3 separate regions of the Zea mays genome follow, and all the other regions are linked to region 1. Evidence: chromatin contacts called from public Hi-C data. All regions are on one chromosome and are shown on one strand. The core of a region is the stretch at or near the end of the contact, and the rest is flanking DNA. Distances in the headings are between cores, read along the strand shown. Region 1 holds the start of LOC542747 (eukaryotic initiation factor 3). Region 2 holds the start of LOC100192491. Region 3 holds the start of LOC100192075 (hexokinase1).

Region 1 (4,485 bases), core at 1,821-4,320:
AGCTATCTATGATATGACAGCAAGAGAAATGATACTCATTCTATATTGATGGGGCCAGAGAAAAGAGATAACAATGATTTCATAATTCATCTATCCAACTAGGTAAAAGTAGAATCGTGTTAAGTGCTTCTAATAAGCGGTTACTCAAAAAAATGCATGTGATGACAGAGAATACATTCAAAAAATAGATAACATGGCTGCAGGTATAACAGTACAATTCAGCACATACCAACTCTGATAGAAGATATGGTCTTGAAGGCTGCAAAAGGAAAAGCAGAAAGATCAGGGTGGAAACATGCTACTGAACATGCTATTTAATTCACAAACAGTTTGGATAACAAACCATTTCCCTGTTTTCACGCTTGTTATCAAGCGAAAAGTTAACAAGGTTGGACAGACGCATGTTGCGCTCTTTCTCATTCTCTGTCTCAAATGCACCATATTTTTTGTCATAAGGTGACACGGATAGTGCAGCAAGTAAAACAGAAGATGCTATTAACTGTAGATCCTTCTGAGACAAGTTTTTATTGTAGCTCTTCTGCAAGTTGAAAAGCTTGAGCCACGCATACGCATGATATAAGTGGCTGTCCGATATCCAGAAGATCTCAGTCAACTTTGCATAATAGACCACCAAGATAGATGGTTTTGGCATTTTCTTCACCATGGTCATCAAACCATGGATATCTTCCACCGATCGGAAGGCTTCCTGCAATCCAGGGACAATTCAAGGAATGTAGCATTTGTATATGGGTAAAGAATTAATTAAAATACATAAGTAATGGAACAAACCTGCCAAAGGGAGAGTTCTGTAGCAACTTTAAGCTGCTCAACACGTGTATCAAGATACAGTTGTAAACTTTCAGGTGCAGTCAGATCAGGACGATCTCTTTGATCGCGATATTTGTTGAGATTAGCAAGATGATTTCTGATGATCTCACACAACCTACGGAATTCAGTTGTTCTCTTATACTGTTTACAGAATTGAAAAGCCCTATGAGCAGTCATCTGCATATTAGAAAGTTAATCAGTCACAAAATCTACTCATGGTATTTTCTGGAGAAATTGTAGAATGAGAAAATCGGAATGCAAGTTAACAGTAGGCACATGATCGAATAGGAAAGTCAGTAATGACAAGCTGTTTAACCAAAATATCAGCCAGTACATTAAGCTATTGAGTTCACAAGATATATTTTGACAGCTAGATACCATTTATAATAGCAAAAAGGCTGAATTCAGGTAAAAAAATGGTTGAATTGGCACATACATCTGAATAATGGTTGTTAAATGGAGAGGAAAAAAGATGTAAATTCTCAGTAATAAAAACTATGCAAATGGTAATGTGTTGTACCAATACCATGGAAAATTTATGTGCCACATACAAAGTAAATTCAACAGAAGCAAGCAACAAAATGCTCATAAGAGAATAGCTTACAGCATATAACGCTTCAAGCTTTGAATTGTTCCTTAGTATCTCTAGAACAGTCCTGTATGTCTCCCAGAGGAACTTAAACCATGGAGTTACAACCTCTTTATCTGATCGGTCCTTTCCTTTCTCCCCACTGACAAAACTGAGCATGAGGTCCTCGGGACGCTTGTCTGCTTCAAGATCTTCGACATCCAGAGCATCTTCCAGTGCTTCGACCTGACTCTTAGCTTGTTCAGCTTTCTCATTTGAAAGCTGCATGAAGTGCTTTATGACATCCTCCAAGGATGACACGTTTACTTGCTGGCAGACAATCCTATACTGAATAAGACCATCTTTTGCAAATCTGCCTTTCCTCAGGTCAACACAGAGTTCTACATACTTCATCATGATCTTTTCGAGAGGCTTCTGCCATGACCTGTACCTTTTCGAGGTAATGAGATCATGTAAAGCCTGCAGGGCTGACTGCTTTTGACCAACATGGATTAATTCTGAAATAAAAGCAGAGGAAGCGATCAGCATACACATCTTTTATGACAACACACCAATACGAGCAGATTCTTAAGAATTTGCAACCATGTTTTTTAATTGACAGTCACAAGAATCCTCAAATTCCAGCCTTCCTGGTTGTTTTCAGGTAAATTAAACAAATCATTTTTATGTTGCATAAACTTTACAAGGTTCCATTTAGTGGAGTGGGATTTTATCCCTAGATATCATATGCTGGAGGGCTGGACGCTTTTCACAAATTATTAAAGATAGGTGTAGTGGTGTGTTAACTTCGATATACATTGTAGCATTTTTAAGTATTTCTAACTGAATTTTTTGGTTCACCTATGCAAAAACCCAAAAATCACGAATTTCTTTAGGAATTTGATCAAAACTTTGAACTCATCTTGTACCTACTCCTCTATTTCTCTCTATCTTCCCACCAATTGCATGACATAATTCATCAAAACAAAACAAAACAAAAATCTCAATGGGACAAAATACCTCATGTAATGAGAACAGACAACTGGCTAATATTTATTTGTATGCAGGAAGCAAGGTTCACCTAATCAATGTAACAATATCAATGTAGTCAATATTCCAACTTTCAAACTAAACTAACATTTAGAACCAAGCAGTAAATAGATTCGTCAGCAGTAAACATTCCCTATTCAATCAGAGCAAGTAACACACGCATCATCTTCACGCTATGCTAATTCGCAAGGGTCTGACAAATCCCGCATGCAGCAGGCATAGCATCAACAACTACCACCCGCAGATAAAAATCGATCCCAAGTCCCAGCAACTCACCTTCGGCTCTCTTCAGCGCGTTCTCAGGTTTCGCGAAAGTCGCCATCAGCGAGGGTTCTGGGTCGACGATCTACTCCTTCTCCTGCACCACACCAACAGTTAGGGTGGGATCTAGCAAAGGCATGTACACCCGATATTTTTTTGCAAAAAACTTAGAAGCTAACAGGCATCGATCAAACAGCCAAATAGTTTGAGATTAGAGTTTGGGAACTCATTTTGGCAATACCTGATGGGACCTCTTCGCCGGCGAAGAGGTCGGCGAAGGCCCCGGCAGTCGGCGGCAGCCCAACCAGTCGCCGCACTTTTAGAAAGGCAGAGAGAACAGGCACGGCGGCTGACAACGGGAGGAGAGGCGAAGGTTGGGAGTTTAGGGTTAGTTCTCTCCTTTTATATAGGCGGCCTGTGTATAGTTGGGCCTTTAATAGGCCTTCTCCTTCCAAACGGCCGGAGATATCTGCGCAACACAACCATGCTATGACGTCATCATGGATAATTTTCATCCCTTGATCATGGATCCGAGGTTCAGTATGGATTCCCAAAAAAACGGGGTGGAAATTTCTTCCGTGAGATCGGAGTCTTGTGCGTCGCGACGGTGTTGCATAACAAACTGGACTCCGACTCCGACTCCGACTCCGACTCCCCCCTCGTCAACGCCACCACGGCCGCCCGCCTCGCGGACTCGCTCGACCTCGCCAACGCCCTGCCTCTAGGGCCTAGGCTCCCGTGACGAGGCCACGGTGGCTGCGGACAGGATGAAAACGATAACTATTTAGATACCGATTTTGTGTCTTTTACTTTGATCGTAATATGCAATATTATATTCTTGTTTTTAAGCATTAAACATGTAAAAATCCATAAAAGAAAATTCACAAAATTATTATATAATTTCTTAAATGATAGATTTAAAATTCGGTATGAATTCGGATACAAATTTGGTTTTTAAAATTTTTTGTTGTATGGAGCAAATAATGCATACAACAATTTATGCAAAAAAAATATTCTTATTTATAATAATGTGCTTGATAACATAAAAATATCAACATCAAATTTTATACATATCTATTTCAAAATATTAAATTTGTTCTAGCAATTCGGATTATCACTTACATACAGGGGCGGATTTGGGTCTCGGGCCACCTGGGTCATGGCCCGGGTCGTGGCCCAAATATCCATTTATACTTAGGTTTTTTCATCCAAAAAATTCTGGCCCATTTATCCTTCCTCTCCACTTGAAGCCTGGGCATATGGCAACTGCAACCCTGATGGACCTAGCCTCAACCTTGCCATGGCGGCTCGCATTCTGTTGCTTGCTCAAGGACTCGAGGTCGACGGCTGGTCGCCGGTGCCCACTACGACAAGCTCGACGGCCGCTGCACGCCCTCCATGGATCTAGCAACCAGCAAGCTGGGCAGTCAGCGACCTCCTCACCTCCCTGTGGCCCTACGCCCTGCTTCCTGCCTCCCTCCACGGTTCGTAGCGGGCATTTGTTTTCTGCTCCTCGCCGGCGGCTCGGCTCCTCCACGGCGGTCGGCGGCGTCACCAACTCCGGCGTCCACAGGTCAGCCACGGAGCCACCCATTGTTCCATACGGCAGTCTCAGTCCAGAATCACGGTGTCGCGCCGGCTTGCCGGCTTGGCGGCTTCCCCTTCCTGTTCGGCTGTCTTGGTGCAAGAATTAGGACTCTAACTCTGAACTCTCAAAGGTCATCAGTCCACATCAGAGAGCAAACAAGTTGTCCCACTGAGTCAGTGATTTATAAGTA
Region 2 (4,586 bases), core at 1,720-4,219, 290 kb before region 1:
AAACGAAGCACTGTGGAACCAAGAGCACAAAAGACAAAGAGTCTCATTAGCTGCTATGCTCTGTCTGTATGGCAGGTTGAGCAATATGCTCTCAATGAAGTCAATGCTATAAGCAGGGAAATTGTACTACAAAATTTCCTTAATGATTTCACCTATATGAGCTGACTGTGGGGTCACAGTCCGAGAGAGAATGGGGTTTTCTCTCTAGTGAGTTCATGAATAGATATTAAAGGGCATGACTGTAACGCCCTGCCCCGTAAGAGAAGCAGATAATCTGCCTAGTACTATGTGCCTTTTGTGCAAAGATTCTCACACTAGGGTTTGTGGATCAAGGCGTAGTCCTCCGCTTACTCGTGCAGGGTTGGAGTACACTGGGATAGGCTTTGGTTCAAACCTAACAAGTACCTCTGCCGAAAAGTAGTATATAAACAGTACGGGACCTCAATGACATTGATCAGAAAATAAGAGTGAAAATGGTGGGGATTGTTGTCCGATTTTGTGTTTTCACTTTATTTAAAAAAAGAGAGATGCCAGTCGGGTGGGCCGGCCCATGACCGAGCAGCCCACCGGCTGGCGGTTTCCAAGGGCTCGTCGAGGAGCCTAGGAGCTCATGCGCAGAACGCAGAGGACGCGCGCAGGAAGCGGATGGCGGCGGCGCTGAACGGATCGGCGATTCGTTCGCCGCTTGTCCGAGATCTACGCCGCCCCTGCGCAACTTCCTAGCGGTCGTCTCCTTAAGATGGGCGGGCTCTCCCCTGGCTTCTCACGGGTTCGCTCTGCTGTTCTTCCTCTCTCTGTATTTGCTACTCCGGTGAGAACTGGAACTACCAGCATTTCGTTCTCTGGTATTCTGGTGACGATTCTTGCTGGGAGTGGTTTAAAGTAGGAGGAAGTGGTGTTGTGCTTGCACAACGTGTTTTACCTGTGCTCTGTTGCTGGAATCGTGCATCTGTGTGGTGCTGCTGTTCTTCTCTGATCTCTGTCCACCGTGGCCTGGTGCTTGGGCTCCTTGATGCGAGGTGTTCGTCTTCTCGGGCTAGTGCCGTGGACGTCTCCCTCGGCTCCGGCAGCGGCTTTAGTATCTCTGTCAACCTACTGCCGTGCAGGCCCGGACGTGGGCGGCGGAATTGGTTTTCTGGGACAGAACCTTGTGTTCGCTAAGCTGGTCTTTCCACGTAGACAATCTACGTGCTGTGAGTTACCCATTGCCTCTCTTAATTTATTGAGTAATTTTGTGCAATCTGCTAGTATTCAATACTTGGGTGTGATTGCACTATTTGTGGGCGGATTTGTGTGCTCATAGATGATAGCGGTGTAGTGAGACAACGTGACAGTCTGTGTTTTAGTGTATTATCATTTTCAGCATTGATATTATTTGTGCCTAATTAAATCTCACTTTTTGAGGCTGTTTACCTGTGTTAAATTCTGTTGTTTTATTTAGTACACAACTCCTTACTATTAGTATTTATACTTGATTATTAGGCTTATTACATCTGATCTAAAACCCTAATTTGGTAAGATAGGACTGTCACGTTAGTCGAGGATCTCTGATCACCTTTTAGCGTTGGAGGGCTGTTTATTACAGCAACCCGCTATTTTGAGAGCAATATTTTAAGATAAACAATCATGTTTATTTGTTTAATCTGCCTTCTTCATCTGCAAGCCATGTTTAATTATAAAATAGACCTGAGATGCTATTTTACATATTTACATGTTCTAGAATTGCTACTGTTCATTGCTGCAATAATTATATATGACATTTATCTGAGTTCTATGCTTGTTTTATTCGGAATTAGAATATTTAATCTAGTTAAATATCTTGAAAGCATGTCACTTATTTCTCCAATATTATAACATGGGCGTAGCCTATATGTGCGGAGATGCGATGAGGGAGCTTCCCTAATGGAGCAGGTGGCGGGAGCTCGACGCGAGTAAATCGGCCAACAAATCACGTCGATAGTGTTGTTGTTGTATATGTATGTGTTGTAGGTATATGTTTCATATATTTTTTATATATTGTTTTAATATAGTTATATATAACATTTCTACATGTCTGAGAAAAATACATAACCTTTTCAGTTTTTTTCTTGAGAAGCTCGTAAATTACGTGCCAACCTTTTTTGCTATCGTCTCAAGGAAATTAGAAAGATAAACAAGCATGAGCTATAAAAAGAGAGACAAATGTATCATGTCTTTGAGACTTTGAAAAAAAAGGCGTGGACTCTGAAGCGATTACAAGGGGGTGCGTGCAAAAAAAAATCCTTTACCAGCCACGTAGGCGACTTTGTGGCGAAGCCATGTCAGCTAAACACGCGCCACACACCCATTTGAACCTAAATGACACTAGATTATTGTTTCATTTTAGGGCTAGTTTGGGAACACCGTTTTCCCAAGGAAATCCAATTTTCCCAAGGGAAATTAGTTCATTTTCTCAAGGGAAAATTGTAATCCTTTGGAAAAACGATGTTCCCAAACTAGCCCTTAAGAGTTTAGAAACCTGTCTGATATAGGTTCATAAGTTTAGGGACTGCCAGCATATTTTATTTTAAACTAAACGAGATTATATAATCTAGATATATTATAACCCAATCAAACAAGCCCTTATTATCTAACCAAGAGAATTATAAAAACACTATATTTACATTCACCTAGCCAATTCAATACATATACTTTTGTGTTTTACCATAATATAGTTTAATATATATAGGAATTGTACGCACCGGCATGTGACTAATGTAAAGAGCAGTAAATTTTAAAAACAAACAGACAAGTGAGAAAACCCACCGCTCGTGCTCCACTTGTGTTGTGTCCACACACGCGAGCGAACCCGACGTCCCGACCCCTGCTATACGAATCTAGAGGTGAATCCAACGGCGTAACACCCTTCTCCCTCCACACCCTTCCTCTCCAAAAAACGAACATCAAAATGCGCGAGAGAAACGGAGCAAAGTCGAAAGGGGAAAAATGAGTTAAACCCAAATCGACACCAAACCCACTCCAGGAACACCCGCCTCCGCCGCCGCCGCCGCCATCGCCGGCGGCCACTACAAGCGCGGCGTCCGGAGACAGTACTGCGCTACCAACCCCTAGAGCCTGGATTCTGATGAGCCCTCCATGGCCTGTCATATCTGTCCCCTCTTCAATCTCCGACTCTTGCTGCTGCTCGGCGCGGTTCTCGGGAACGGCGGCCTCGGCCGGGGCGGCGGAGCGGAGGCTTCAGATCGGGCGGACCCGGACCCGTACTCGATCCTGATGTGGCACGACTACTCGCCGCCGTCGCCCCCGCTCCCGCCCCCGGACCCGCCGTCGCCGACGGCGACATGTGAGGGGGACCTCCACGGGAAGGGTGACTTCCACACGCGCTGCGAGGTCTCCGAGGAAGTGGAGCTGGACGGCGACGTCTACATCACGGGGAACGGCAGCCTCGTGCTCCTCTCTGGCGCCTCCCTGACCTGCGAGAAGTACGGGTGCGTTATATCCGCCAATTTCTCAGGCGAGGTGCGCCTCAGCCGCGGCGTCCGCGTCACAGCCGGCAGGGTCTCGCTGGTTGCCACCAACATCACGGTCGCCGACACGGTCGTCGTGAATACCACCGCGCTCGCTGGTGATCCGCCAGACCGGACCAGTGGCGTTCCCACGGGGACGCACGGCGACGGTGGCGGGCACGGTGGTCGTGGCGCCAGCTGCTTCGTCAAGGAAGGGCAGACGCAGGAGGATTCATGGGGCGGCGATGCCTATGCATGGTCTGACCTCGAACACCCCTGGAGCTACGGGAGCAAAGGGGGCTCGACCAGCGTTGAGAAGGACTATGGTGGTGACGGTGGTGGCATCGTGTGGCTGTTTGCTGAGGACCTGGTCATGAATGGCACAGTTCTCGCCAACGGTGGGGATAGCAATGAGAAGGGTGGTGGTGGTTCTGGAGGGAGCATCTTTATAAGGGCTGCATCGATGTGAGTGTTTGTGGAATGATTTTTTGTTCTTCTTTCTTTATGCTAAGTGAATTGAGATATGGGAATGCAAGCTTAGTTAATCAAGTAGTGTTTGTGGAATGATTTTCTGTTCTGCTTTCTTTATGCTAAGTGATTTGAGATGTGGGAATGCAAGCTGAGTCAAGTAGAATTTGGAAAACAGTTACCAATTGGGAAGACCAGCAGAATAAATTGGTGAGAAATATAGTGGAATTAAGTTGAAGTTTGAAAAACATTTACCAACTGAAGTCCAGCAGAAAGCATTGATAGGTCCTGTAGTTTAAATGAACCAGACATAATAGTCATTCTTGGCCATGTTTGTACCCAGATATAGTGGGCTAAGAGGCAATAGATGAAGGCCGCTCTTCTCCCCCTTGCAGATATGCATTTAGGGCAAATTAGTTCATTTATTTGATATACTGAAATAAGAAACAACAATTCTCAGATTTCTAAATTGTGAATCCATGTTTGTTGTATTTTTTGGGAAGCCTAGTGTCAGTGTAGTCACTGTCAGTTTGATGCTATGCTTTGAAACTTAGTTCTGTCCAATCACCAAGATTTTAGGATTTCTATGTGCATAGAAAGTTAGGGTAAGATAGGATCACCCTCATGGATTCA
Region 3 (4,421 bases), core at 1,137-3,636, 310 kb after region 1:
TCATTCTCTGAGTACTGCTAGATTTAGTAAAAAACAATGTGGTCTCCAAGGCTCGAATCTTACCATGTCTCCTGAATGGGGCAGCTCACCCTCCCATTTTGGAATAGCATTTGCCTTCTCAACATATGCTGCGTTTGTGCCAGTGCCAAATATTACACCAGCGACAACATCTTTGTCATAGTACCTTGCTCCCGCCAGCGTCCCAACAGCATCATTAATCTGTTTCATCACAAGGTCTGCTGAAACCACAAGTTGCTTATCCAAGACTGATGGAGTATAAAAAAAAATATGTTGACAACACTCACCAATGCAGCTACATGCATGTCCAGACCTTGCTTCTCCATGGCTGTTTGCAGTTCAGCCACCACATCTTCGCCTACCTGATTCCATACAAACATCAATTTAACGGAGCGTTTTCAATAAGAAACCATTTCAGTGCGTACACTTGATCCAATAAAACATTGTTACTAAAAATAGCTTCAGGATAAAGATCACTATGATCATAAATGGGGTAGCAATACAAGATCTTCGAGAAGCTTCAGTTAACAAAACCTTTCACGTTGAACACAGACAAGTTTGGCATATGGGCACATCAAGACTTACAGCATCATTAATGGAAAATGCCTTTGTCCACTTGACAAGCGTACCGGAAGCTACAGAACGCTGCTTCACTGGGAACGAAAACGTGAACCCTATTTCTCGCTTCTTGCCATTCGAAATGTTAGCGCACTTCTCATCATCGTCAACAAACTTGGCCAATTCAGAAGCAATGAAACCAAAAAGCTCCTAGGATGTTGTAAAAGCATACTGTCAGATTAAAAACAAACCGCATTAACTGAATTCTTGACGGCTATACTTACCGAGGAGCTCCCTGACATCAGATGTGGCGGAATGCCGACTTCTCTGGAGTCACGGTCAACGACATGCTTCGCATTCCCACCTAGTTGCACTTTCAAGACGCGGAAATTCGTTCCTCCTAGGTCCAATCCATAGAATAATCCTTCCTCTCTCCTGAAGTCAGTGGTACAAGTAAAATACTGTAACGGTGTGCTCAAGGCAGATGGATTTGCCTGCCTCTTTACAACAATTATCCTTAGATTATGTCTATATGCATCAGGTAGCTTGAAGCTCACATAAATCACTGTACAGTTGGATAGTCCTTTTATGCTATCAGATTCAGACGTAGAATCTATTGCATATGATGGCCAAATTCATTCCATAGATACATCGTTCTCAAATCCAGTCATATAAATTATTACCAAAAAGAATAAAAAAACAGAAACATGTTGATATGCTATATCCTCTCAATAATAGTGATGCCGAGCATGGAAGGAACACATCACGACTTTCTACAAAATACTGTTTCCTGAACGAGGTCTTTACACCATCCTGTTATTGTTAGGACTACCAAACAAGCAACAGGACGCAAAATCATCCTCTGATCATCATACAAACAGAGCAAGAAAGACAGGTTCAGAAGCACGAACCCTGTGGGGAGCTTATCGACGTAGGAGAGGAGCATCTTGACCCTGCTCCCGCCGTCCTTCTCCAGCCCCGCGCCCATCTCGCGGGCCATCTCCACGGCCACCTCGCGCAGCATCGACGGCGGCGTCTCACACCTCACTCGGAGCTCGGCCACCACCTGCTCTGCCATTGCCAGCGCAGCTGCCGCCATGGGACCGAACCCCCGCGAGGAGCAAATCAAGAGTCCTGGACCCGGGGACACCAATCAGCAGGAGACAGAGAAGCAAACAAAAGGCTGGGATTTTGGAGTCCAGAGCCCAAGGAAAATGCTAAAAAAGAGCGCCGGAGGTGGGTGGGGGTGACAGCGAAGAGCTTCCAACAGTGCGATTAAGGGAGAAGGGAAAAGGGAGGCTAGCAGCAAGAGAAAGTCAGGATATTTGGGTTTTTTTAGGAGTAGAACAAGGCATCGTCGGATTAGGGACGACTCGAGGCGAGACACGTGAAATTTAGCAAAGCTTTTGGCGACTGGATGGATTAACTCGACGGGGGGAAAAGGCAGGAAAAGGACGGGGTGGAGCCTGCCGCCTGGTGTGTTCGTGTGTTGCGCTGTTTGGTTCCTTCACTGGAGCTCCGCACTACGCAGGGAAAGGGGAGAAAGGGATCGTGTTCGGATCAGGCTCTGGATCACATGGATCTTATCATACCGAGTCAGGTCGGCATGGAGATGAACAGGGAGGTTGGCCGGGAATGGGACGCTGGCGCTACTCCGGTCCCGCTCCCGCGTCGAGCACCTCACCTGGCCTTTTTCTTTCTGCAGAAGCGGCGCGGCGTCCCACCTCGGCCCCTCGCTCGCCGTCGCGGTCGCGGTCGCGGCCGAGTGGAATGGAGGAAGCGTATGTGCTGTGATCTTGTGGGACTGCCGGGCCCGCTGGGCAGAGACTCCGGGGGCCTTGTGGATTTATGGACGGAGGTGGGCGCGTTGGATTGCTGCTACGTGGGGTTAAGAGCGATGACAGATGGCTTAGCCTGTACACAGCGAACGTGTCATGCACGCCTTTTATTGCCAACTGCCATCCAACTATCCAAGTACGTGTATATCCGATTACTGCATGCGCCCGCGTAGGATTTTGTTTTCTTAAAGGAAACTTCGTTGGAGTTGGACTGATATTAATATTAATGCACTATTTAACTTACGCAAACAACCCGATACAGGAAGACCCACTGAGACTAAGAAACAAAGTCCTTGCAGGTTTTGAAACTTCTCTTTCACCCTCCTTCAAACCTAGAATGAATGATATAGCCTTGTCGAAGCTGATCAGAGTAAAGTACTCGAGATGGACATACGATGTTAAGGATGTGTCTCCGCATCCATGAACAATAGGCAAGGACATTGCCTTGCAAATTAGGGAAAGAAGTGACCGACGCCTTCAAATTCCAATCATATAAGGTGATAGAATCATCATCAACAACACATGTTGAATGGCCTTTGGCAAGGTCCCTTTCTTGCTAAGAAAAGAAGTAATTGATACATTCAAGTTCTAATGGCCGGGTAACAGACATTAGAAACCCACATCGACAAGGTAGCAATACCCCCCCACCCACCCACCCACCCACACACATAGAAAAATAAATAAAACTAGCAACCAAACTTGTGGGAAGAAACGTACCCCATAAGGATATCATTGCATAGGCTATGACACGCAGGATGGCGTCAGCGGTTTGGAGGGACAACAACCTGCCAAAAAATGCCACCATTGACTCCATTATAGAACATATACCTACTTGAACACTTCGACCTTTGGCTAGGTTAGTGGAGGGGGAAACCAACAAGATCGATGTCACGACTAGAGAACATCGTGGGTCTCGCCTTTCCATAGCTATATCGGAGAGTGGAAGAGGATAAGTCTTGCATGCATCATCAGGCGTGCACCTCACGTGGTGACTAAAGTGACAATGAATGCTGGTAAGAGCTAAAAGGAGCACGTTAACGTGTGACTCGTCTCGCATTAGCATAACACTCGACAACCTCTCGTACCAATCATGCACAAGTAATGTCATCTTTCCAACCATCCACACATGAGCATGACACTTAGAGCATCACATTTTTGTCACTATAGAGCAATTGTGTGTAGCCTATGAGATTAGTCACGAGAAGTAAATGAACGTGTGTGAACATCTTGTTTGTTCTGCATTAGTACATGATTTTTTGCTATAAAAGGAAATAGAAATTTACTGTTTAATGTATGTTCATTCTCCCGTATTACATTCTCAATGAACACAACCTTGATCTATCGTTTGTTCAATTTGGTCAATGTGATACTTGGTTGACTCATGAATCTTGATGTTTCCACTGATGTATAATCAACAACAAAACTAAATAACTTTTTTGGTCCAATTCCATCCATTTTTGCTGAGGCAATTCCAACTTGTTTATCAGAAAATTATCTAGCTCTTGAGATATATGACATTCTTTACCCTTCTCTTTTCTTGATCTTCTCATCTTGAGTCTACAACGGTTATATGTCAAACAAAACAACCATCTTTATGTAATCTGATTTCAAGTATACAAATTGATTGCATGCATTTAGATAACAAGACCTGCTACATACATCGAAGATGTGATTACTAAGTGATTTACTAATATGAATAGGATCTTAACGAGCATTTCTATAAGAGAGGCTCGATAAGTAATCCCTTGTATAGGAAAACCTGCCTAAGTATAGGAGACACTTTTTTAGGAAGTAGCTAGGGAGTAGAATGAGTGAGGAGGAATGATACATAAAATATGTTGGGTGAAGCATGGATATGTCATGTTTGCATGGCGATGTGTCATTGGTCTTCTAGTGGATTGTGTGTTGCACCATTAGATGGTCACCACGCTCGAGATGTTTTAGTTGTTATCGTAAGCACTCCCATTCAATTGATAGATGGGTAATCATTAGAGTTGCTTATTATTT

Evidence for each region. A called contact is a pair of places that touch in the nucleus more often than the background predicts.
Region 2: a Hi-C map of endosperm shows a contact between it and region 1, with 5 times the contacts expected there. The contact joins the promoter of LOC100192491 here to the promoter of LOC542747 in region 1. A contact is called at or near these places in 3 of 25 Hi-C or Micro-C datasets (endosperm, leaf and seedling).
Region 3: a contact with region 1 is called in a Hi-C map of tassel, with 4 times the contacts expected there. The contact joins the promoter of LOC100192075 here to the promoter of LOC542747 in region 1. A contact is called at or near these places in 3 of 25 Hi-C or Micro-C datasets (endosperm, leaf and tassel).

Annotation. Positions count from the first base shown.
Region 1 is chr3:7,314,257-7,318,741 of Zm-B73-REFERENCE-NAM-5.0, reverse strand. It overlaps LOC542747 (eukaryotic initiation factor 3), which reads right to left and starts at 3,070. Exons shown (of 14, transcript NM_001112256.2): 1 at 2,949-3,070; 2 at 2,723-2,804; 3 at 1,433-1,914; 4 at 790-1,005; 5 at 344-706; 6 at 230-259. The coding sequence starts at 2,768.
Region 2 is chr3:7,602,883-7,607,468 of Zm-B73-REFERENCE-NAM-5.0, reverse strand. It overlaps LOC100192491, which reads left to right and starts at 2,969. Exons shown (of 22, transcript NM_001350132.1): 1 at 2,969-3,950. The coding sequence starts at 3,115.
Region 3 is chr3:7,008,019-7,012,439 of Zm-B73-REFERENCE-NAM-5.0, reverse strand. LOC100192075 (hexokinase1) reads right to left here and starts at 2,386. Exons shown (of 10, transcript NM_001137498.1): 1 at 2,169-2,386; 2 at 1,488-1,710; 3 at 861-1,011; 4 at 604-786; 5 at 306-380; 6 at 64-219. The coding sequence starts at 1,675.